Linked DNA regions of Bos taurus: region 2 is linked to region 1. Evidence: chromatin contacts called from public Hi-C data. All regions are on one chromosome and are shown on one strand. Each heading gives the region's core, a stretch centred on a gene start, on an enhancer-like site or on the middle of the called end of the contact. The rest is flanking DNA. Distances are from core to core; before and after follow the strand shown.

Region 1 (4,072 bases), core at 273-2,772:
CCCTTTGCGGGGGCTCACTGGCCACAAACAGATGGGAAGTGGCTCATGGTTGAGCTGAGAGCCAGACTTGTTGGCAAAGGTCTTCTTGCATGGAGCCGTGTGGGGGTCAGCCTGGGGAGGGGTCCTACGTGGGGTTTGGCTTCTGCCATGCCATCTGGCCGGACCTAGTTCTCCAGCCCTGATGGCAACATTAGCACCAAGGCTTAGGGCCAAAGATCAAGGAGGAGGAGGCTTGTCGTCTAACCTCAGTCTGCCTCTGAGCCTCAGTTTCCCCATCTGTAAAATGGCAACATGAGATTAAGTGATCTCTACAGTCCTTCTGATCTCTTAATTTTTGTGTTAGCCCTGCATTGGTTGAGTAAGTTCTTTACTGTTGCTCATTTTGTCTTAGTTCATTTTCTTAAAAATAAAGACATTCCCCCCCCCACCCGACCAAATCTCCCTGTCATTTGAAAGATAACACTATGAACCCTAATCTGATAAATAGTTTTCATTTTAGGGGATGGCAAATGAGGTGTGACATGTCAAGGGGGGTTTTACTAGCAAATGTTATCTAAATATTTTGTATTCCCTGGTGGCTCAGTGGTAAAGAACCTGCCTGTCGATGTAGGAAGTTCGAGTTTGATCCCTGGGTTGCGAAGATCTCCTGGAGAAGGAAATGACAACCCACTCCAGTATTCTTGCCTGGGAAATCCCATGGACAGAGGAGCCTGGCAGGCTGCAGTTCATGAGGTTGCAAAAGAGTCAGATACGACTTAGCGACTAAAACAACAATAAGTGAGATGGGATATATCGAGGGAGATTTTATCGGCAAATATTATCTAAATATTCTTCATAAGGCTATATGCATGCATTAACTCGTAATGGAATAAGTTAAAGCGTTTTTTTAAATGCACTTAAAATGAATATGCTCATTATAGAAAACTTGGAAAATGCAGAAATAAGAAAAAATAGTTAGCATTCTTTTCTGTTTTTTTTCTTTGCTGTGCATATTTGTCTACATAATTGGGATCATATGGTACATCTAACATTGTATATGCTGATTTTGGGGGGAAAGGCACTATTTACGACTACATCTTTAAAGAAGAATTTTTAATTTTTAAAATTAACTCTAAATTTTGAACGTGATGAAATAAATTGCAACAGCCAGAGGAATCCCGCAAAACAAAGAGAGCCTTTGTAACATTTTCATGTGTTTCCTTTGTGCTCTGCTTGGAGTTGGGGGGAGCGTTATTTTCCGTGGTTGAGATCATGCTGCATACTCTCATTTCTAAAACTGGAACCACTCAGAGAAGATGATATAAAAGAGGGTTTTGATGGCGGAAAACATTGGCTATTGAGGGGTTTATGAGTCTTTCCTGTTTAAGGGTGTGGAGGAAGATTTGGTTCATTCAGTGTGAGTTTTGAATGTGCAGAAGATCATAACCCAAGTTCTTTGGCAGAGAAAGTGGCCCCTGTGATGTTCCCACATCACTTGGACCGTGGTAGATGAAGAAACAATGACTTGTTGTTGGGTGTGTCTCCCAGCGCAGCATCCACAAAGCTTCAGTAGCTGCTCCCCCCAGCCATCGGCTTGTGCTTGGACAGAAAAGGTGGCATCAGTTACTGATGTGCCCCACATGTGGCCAGAGGCTTCGTCTGTACTGGCCGTAAAGGATGTTGCAGGAGAAACGTGTATCATAGTTCCAGGGTGGGAGGAAAGCTGCAGAGGAGGACCAAGGGAAATACTCGGTACCAAACCCTGCAGCTGGACAGTCCCCCAGACTGCACAGTTTGCTGGATTTCTGAGTTGAGGGTCGGTGCACTAAGGAAAGGAGAAGGCAGTGGCACCCCACTTCAGTACTCTTGCCTGGAAAATCCCATGGACAGAGGAGCTTGGTAGGCTGCAGTCCATGGGGTCACTAAGAGTCAGACACGACTGAGTGACTTCACTTTCATTTTTCACTTTCACGCATTGGAGAAGGAAATGGCAACCCATTCCATTGTTCTTGCCTGGAGAATCCCAGGGACCGGGGAGCCTGGTGGGCTGCCGTCTATGGGGTCGCACAGGGTTGGACACGACTGAAGCGACTTAGCAGCAGCAGCAGCAGCAGCAGCACTAAGGAATGCATCTAGGAGATTTCCCTGGTGATCCAGTGGTTAAGACTTCGCCTTCCAATGCAGAAGTGGAAGTTTGATCCCTGGTCAGGGAGCTGGGATCCCACGTGCCTCGTGGCCAAAAAGCCAAGGCATGAAACAGAAGAAGTGTTCTAACAAATTCAACAGACTTCAAAAATGGTCCACATTAAAAAAAAAAAAAAAGGCATTTATATGGTTATTCCCCTGGCAGCATCTTCTTAATTTTGATTTCTCTCTCAATGTCTGGAGAGTAAGTGGGTGGTGTCTTCAACTTGCATGTCTACAGGAACATTCCTGTTCCTTTCATGACAAATATTAATATAACTCAGCTGGATATGTACATCTTGAATGTCTTAACTTTTTGGACAGAAACTCACATTTACAGCTCAGTCTTTTCCATCACTCAACAAATGTTTATTAGACACCCACAGGGATGAACAAAACCATGGTGATGCCCATTAAACTTTGACCTCAGTGGGATATGTTTTCTAGCACTTTCAGATGGTCCACGCCAGGCCCTGATGAGCTGTGAGCGAAATAAAGCCTTCCCCACATGGAGCTTTTTATTCTAGTGGGAAGTGTTCTCTGTTAGTAGGAGCAGAGGAAAAGTCTGGAGAAGGACTGATTTCCTGATAGCATTTTTCTTGTGCTTGTTGGTGTGCATGATTTTTGTCATTGATTGTTGATTTTCATATATTTGTTCTGGTCTTTTCTAGTGGAATACTACTTAAACCTACACTGATTCATTATATCCTTGCTTTCTGTGCTTTTCAGTTTTGGGTGATCCTTTTAAGTTTACTTTGCACTTTACTGATTTAATATTTTTATTTATCCACAGCTGCTCATGTGGCTTTAAATGAGCAGTTTTCATATAATCGTTTCCTCATCCCTTTTCTTCGTTACGTCATCCTTTCTGTTTTGCCTGTTTTTTTCCATTACAGTTTTTCTGTTCCTCTCTAAGGGGTCACAGCTTCTTACATTCTAGCAGTTTCCTGCCATTTTAAATTACTTTTTGAATTACTTTCCGAGATGTGCTCTTCCTTTGAGCCTTTGGGATGGTGTTTCCTCACTCATTTCCCATGTGTTTCCCCTCCGTTTAAACTTTCTTAACAAGGCAGGATCTATGTAGACTCTGCGTTATACCAACAGAGTATATAGATCATCTGTCACAGGCTTTGGCACTCTGTAAACTTGGGGGAAGGTGGAATCCCTTTTCACGTTTGCTCAGCTGCAGGTTCAGTGGTGTACTTACATCTCCCAGTCCGGTCCTTGTTTGCAGATTGGCCGTCACCTGCTGCATTGTCTTGTACTGCCTGGTTCTCTGCTCTTCCGAATGGGTGGAGGGCATGATAAACCCATCCTGGCCCCATCCCCGCGCACTGCTGCCAGGGCACCCTCCAGACTTGACCTGTGGGATCCAGACTTCTCCCAATAACCAACATCCCTCCCAGGCCCCTGCACCTGCCTGCACTACCTGCTGGCTCATTTTCTGGGCATCTCTGTGCTGAAACGGGTGGTGGAGAAGGAGGAGCAGCCCTCAGGCTGCTTCTGAGCCACAGGGGCTGGCTGTTCAGTGCTCAAGTGGGTGCAGATCCTGTGTATCACATCAGGACCCCAGAATGATGAGGGTGCCAAGTGCATCTCAGATTAGACACAGACCAGTGAAGGTGTAAAGGGCTGTTTCCCCTTTCACAATTAGTCTGTGCTTTGTAAGATTTTCTCCATTCACTCCACTGGCCTTAAAGGTTGTTGTTGTTCAGCCACTAAGGTGAGGTCAGGTGTCAGATATCTGACTCTTTGCAACCCCATGAACTGCAGCACACCAGGTTTCCCGGTTCTTCACTATCTCCCGGACTTTGTTCAAACTCATGTCTGTTGAGTTGATGATGCCATCCATCCATCTCATCCTCACTCTTCTTCTCCTGCCCTCAATCTTTCCCAGCATCTGGGTCTT
Region 2 (4,707 bases), core at 1,007-3,506, 42 kb before region 1:
GTAATGTCCATGGCCTAGTCCCCAGAGCCTGTGGGGACGTTACCTTACAAGGCAGATGGGATTCCGCAGGCGTAAGTCACTTAAGGCTCTTGTGATGAGGAGGTGGTTTTGGATTATTCCGATGGGTCCAATGTAAGGACAAGGATCTGTAGAAGAGGCAGGCGGGAGGGTCATGTCTGGAGTGGATGTGACAGCAGAAGCTAGAGACTCAGGATGTGGGGAAGGGGCCTCGAACCAAGGAATGCGGGCAGCGTCTAGAAGCTGAGAGGAGAGGCACGGACGCAGGTTCTCTTTAGGGCCTCTCGAAGGAGCTGCCTTGCCAGTACCATGACCCCTTTCTAGGCCTCTGACTCCAGAACTGGAAGACAACACATTTATATTGTAACTTTGAGCTTTGGTGTTCTTGTTGTTGTTTGGTTACTGAGTCATGTCCGACTCTTTTGCAACCCCCAAGGACTGCAGCCTGCCAGGCTCCTCTGTCTGTGGGATTTCCCAGGCAAGAATACTGGAGTGGGTTGCTATTTCCTTCTCCAGGGGATCTTCCTGACCCAAGGATCAAACCCACATCTCCTGCATTGACAGGCAGATTCTTTACCACTGAGCCACCTGGGAAGCCAATTAGTTTGTGATAGTTTGGTACAGCAGCCAGCAGAAACGAACCCACTCTTTCATCTCTTTTGAGTCTCTCCCTCACCCCACTGTGCCCACCCCTTTGCGTTACTTGGTTCTTTTCCTCCATCACTTGTCACATTTCAACAAAACTGAGTCATTTACTCATCTATCCAGCTGTTGTGTGTCTCTACTCACAGGGGTGTGAGTTCCGTTAATGTTACGATGTAGCATTGTCAGAGCCTAAGAGACCTTGTTGATCTCTAAACACAGCCTTATTTCATCAGAGTGAGATGAGGAGGGGTCCTGCTAAAAGCTATGGTGTTGCCAGGGTAATTTCTAGAGCCCTGAGGGCTCAGACCTCCCAGTGCTTCCACTCTCAAGCCGTTATCTCTTTAGGGCTCCTCCTCCCTGAGGCCACACCCAGGGATAGCAGGGCCTGCTCACAGCCGGTGCTTAGAACTTGAAGGCTGGGAATCAGTCTTGGCTGAGGATTCTCCAGGCAAGAATACTGGAGTGGGTAGCCATTCCCAGGGGATCTTCCCGACCCAGGGATCACGCTCGAGTCTCCTGCATTGCAGGCTGATTCTTTACTGTCTGAGCCACCAGGGAAGCCCTCCTTTCCCTTGGCAGAGGAGTTGGTGGGTGAGGCAGGGTCTTACAGGAAGCCTGGAGATTCTCCCCAGGGAGTAGGGATGGGGAAGCTGATGGTCTTGTCCCCAGCAGCCTGTGTGGAAGATGGAGTGTTTGGAAGAAGGAAAGGAAGAGAAGATATGAAACAGTAGTGATGAGCAAGCAGGTAGGACAAGAGTTGTGTACCCACGATGGGCACCTGGGCTTGAGGACCCCAAAATGACATGGCACATGGCCAGGGAGGAGCAAAGGATATAGAAGACCTTCTTTTTAGAGGGCCTGAGGTTTGCTTCCCCAAGACACAGCTGCAGGGTGCAAAGGGTGACGGGTTGGCTGTTGGGAAGACTCCTTCCTGCTGTCTTCTCCAGGGAGGACATGGTTTGAAAGGCTTCCTGGATTGGGGAGGGGAGGTGACATTTTTGCCCCTCTCCCCGCAGGCTGCTGCTGAAGTGCGGTTAGTGATGAGCCTACAGCTGTGTTTTTGCACTGCTCCACCCTCCCTCCCGTCCGCCCGTCCCACAGGGCTCCCCCTCCCTCCCTCCCTTGTCCTCCCCCTGCTGGCGGGTGACTCACTCTGCTCTTGTGCAACAGCCCAGGCTCTCGGAGCAGAGTTGTTTTCCTCGGTGCATCAGCTCCCCTCCTGATTTATGTCTTTCCATTTGGGTTAATGCTTTCCACATTTGGGTCTGAAGATTAGTGTGTGGCTCAGGGCTGCAGCCACCAAAACCCCAGCGCCCTGCTTGGGTCTGGCATGGAGAAGCCAGCTAGCCAGCCAAACAGACAGCCAGACAGACAGAGGGCAGCTTGGAGCTTTACCTGGAGGCCATCCTGCCTCTGGCCAGCCTCCTTGCCTCCCGGAGAAGGCAGAGAGGGAGGCTCACAGGCTCTGCACCCGGCTTGCCCGGGACTTGTGCTGTTTCCTGTGAAGGGCGCACAGCGTGGAGGGTGCGAAGAGGTAATCGCCCGAGCCTGTGACTTCCCATCAGAGGAGCTGCATCGTCGTCGGGAAGTGAGCAGCACAAGTCATAGGGCGTGGAGAAGTGATATCTCTGTGGCTGTGAAAGCTGCCGTACAACACATTGTGTGTGTGTGTTTCTCTCTCTCTCTTCGTGGAACAATAATATTACCTTCGTTGCCATGGTGTTGTTGTGGGGGTGGCTAATTGGACGCAGACCTGATACGGGCTGGTGTCCATAGTGATTATCGGACGCAGCCGTGGAGCCCGCTTGCATTTGCTCCCCTAGCTTGAGAGGCTGGCGGGGCATCATCGCCATGGCAATGGGCGCCCTGGGGTAGGGTGGCACCCTGGTCCGGAAATGGACCCAGAAACCAGGGCTTAGGCAGGGGCCGGAGCAGCCCTGATCACTTCCAGGGCTGGAACACAGCCTGGGTTTGCTGAGGACCAGGGTTTAAGGAACTCCTCATCCTCCTCGGAGGCCCTGGACCACAGGGGAGCGGATGGGGCATCTGTGGCACCGGGAGGGCCGGGGGGTTGACTCGAGGCTGCTTGCTGTGCAGCTGTTCCCCTGGGCCTCCTCACCTGGCAGGTGCCATCTTCCCACCAAGGTTGTAGCATCCATGCAGAAGGAGGTATATGGGGTAGGTTTTAAACTCTTTGTTGAGTGTGAATCCCAGGAATGTATCTTTGTTAGTTTTATTCTTACTGAATATGTCATATATAGATGAATTCTGACATTTGATGAGCACTAAGAAATACAGCAGGCTTCCCAAGTGGTGCTAGTAGTAAAGAACCCGCCTGTTAATGCAGGAGACATGAGAGATGCAGGTTAGATCCCTAGTTCAGGAAGATCTGCTGGAGGAGGGCATGGCAACCCACTCCAGTATTCTTGCCTGAAGAATCCCATGGACAGAGGAGCCTGGCAGGCTACAGTCCATGGGGTTGCAAAGAGTCAGACATGACTGAAGTGACATGAGCACATTTTTACTGAATAGGTAATATATAGATGAATTCTGACATTTGACAAGCACTAAAAAATAGAGTGAACGTTGGCCTACCTCTTACCCCGTCCTCTGCCTCTCAGTTCACCTCTCAGAAGTGAGCAAGTTATCACTTTCTTGTGGGTGTGGAGGAAATCATGCAGATGTTTGCAAATGTACATGTGTCTTTACTTCCCTTCACACTGTGATGGCTTCCTCTTCTTCACCTTGCTGCTGCTGCTGTTTTTTAAACCCTGTAACAATAAATCAATGGAAAGAGCATATTTTGTTTGTTTTTTAAAATGCCTTCCTGCCTCATTTCACCAATGTGCCTTCCTGGAGGAATTTTGATGTCCACAGATGTCCATGGCCCTGATCTGGGCCTTGTGGGCACAGGCATGAACAGAACAAGCCAGCCCTGTTCGAATACAGCATCTCGTGTTGTCTTTTCAATAATGAAATAAGCAGAAAATCATGATCCTTGAGCACTTAGAACTTTACCTCGCCCTGTTACAGAAAGGGAGGTGTTGGTTTTCTCTCGCCACAAATGTAGTAGTTTCTCATCCCTTCCATAAATCTGAAGAGCCAAAGTCTTAGATGAGTCATGAGGTTAAAAATCAGTGTCCCAAGACTGGCTTCTCCTGGGGGGGGGGGGGGGCATCCATTCCTTTCTTTTTCCATCTTCTAGAAGCTCCTTCCAGGACTCGGGGCTGCACGTCTTACTGCTTTTTCTCCCCATTTCTGGCCTCACTTTGGCTTCCTTCCCTCTTTGACCTCGTCTCCTTCTTATAAGGACCTTTGTGAGTGTATTTAGGGTCCAGCCAGATAAACTTCTCATCTCAAATTCCTTAGCTTAATTACACCTGGCACATCCCTTTTTTCTTTTTGCGAGTTCCAGAGATTAAGATGTCGCTCCATTTGGGGGCCCGTTTTTCAGCCTGCTCCAGGGAGTAGCTTTCAGTACTTGTAGAAGAGCAAGTTTGTGTGAGAGAATGTCATTAACCAAGTCGGGCCCTTCCCAGGTGTTTCCTATTGGTGGAAATGGCCAAGACTTGAACTATTCCTTGAAGGTCTGATGTTCTAAATCAATGCAGCTCACTGTTTACAGTGGCCAAGACATGGACTCCTCAATGCCTGTGGACAGACGAATGGATAAAGATGTAGTACATATATACAATGGAATATGATTCAGCCATAAAAAAAAGAATAAAATCATGCCATTTGCAGCAACATGCATGGACTCAGTTCAGTTCAGTTGCTCAGTCCTGTCCAACTCTTTGTGACCCCACGGACTGCAACACGCCAGGCTTCCTTGTCCTTCACCAACTCCCAGAGCTTGCTCAAACTCACGTCCATCGAGTCAGTGATGCCATCCAACCATCTCATCCTCTGTCATCCCCTTCTCCTCCTTCCTGCCTTCAATCTTTCCCAGCATTAAGGTGTTTTCCAATGAGTCAGTTCTTTGCATCCAGTGGCCAAAGTATTAGAGTTTCAGCATCAGTCCTTCCAATGAATATTCAGGACTGA

Evidence for each region. Hi-C and Micro-C count contacts between places; a contact is called where the count stands out from the background.
Region 2: a Hi-C map of an unstated tissue shows a contact between it and region 1, with 1.7 times the contacts expected there. The contact joins two enhancer-like sites. A contact is called at or near these places in 2 of 11 Hi-C or Micro-C datasets (liver and an unstated tissue).

Annotation. Positions count from the first base shown.
Region 1 is chr19:29,143,786-29,147,857 of ARS-UCD2.0, reverse strand. All of the region lies in intron 1 of GAS7 (growth arrest specific 7), which reads left to right. Among named protein-coding and RNA genes, the nearest start is that of GAS7, 110 kb to the left of the region's middle. Within about 2 kb of position 1,522, at least 15 of the 102 cell types and tissues checked have an H3K27ac peak or open chromatin away from gene starts, as enhancers often do.
Region 2 is chr19:29,186,335-29,191,041 of ARS-UCD2.0, reverse strand. All of the region lies in intron 1 of GAS7 (growth arrest specific 7), which reads left to right. Among named protein-coding and RNA genes, the nearest start is that of GAS7, 62 kb to the left of the region's middle. Within about 2 kb of position 2,256, at least 45 of the 102 cell types and tissues checked have an H3K27ac peak or open chromatin away from gene starts, as enhancers often do.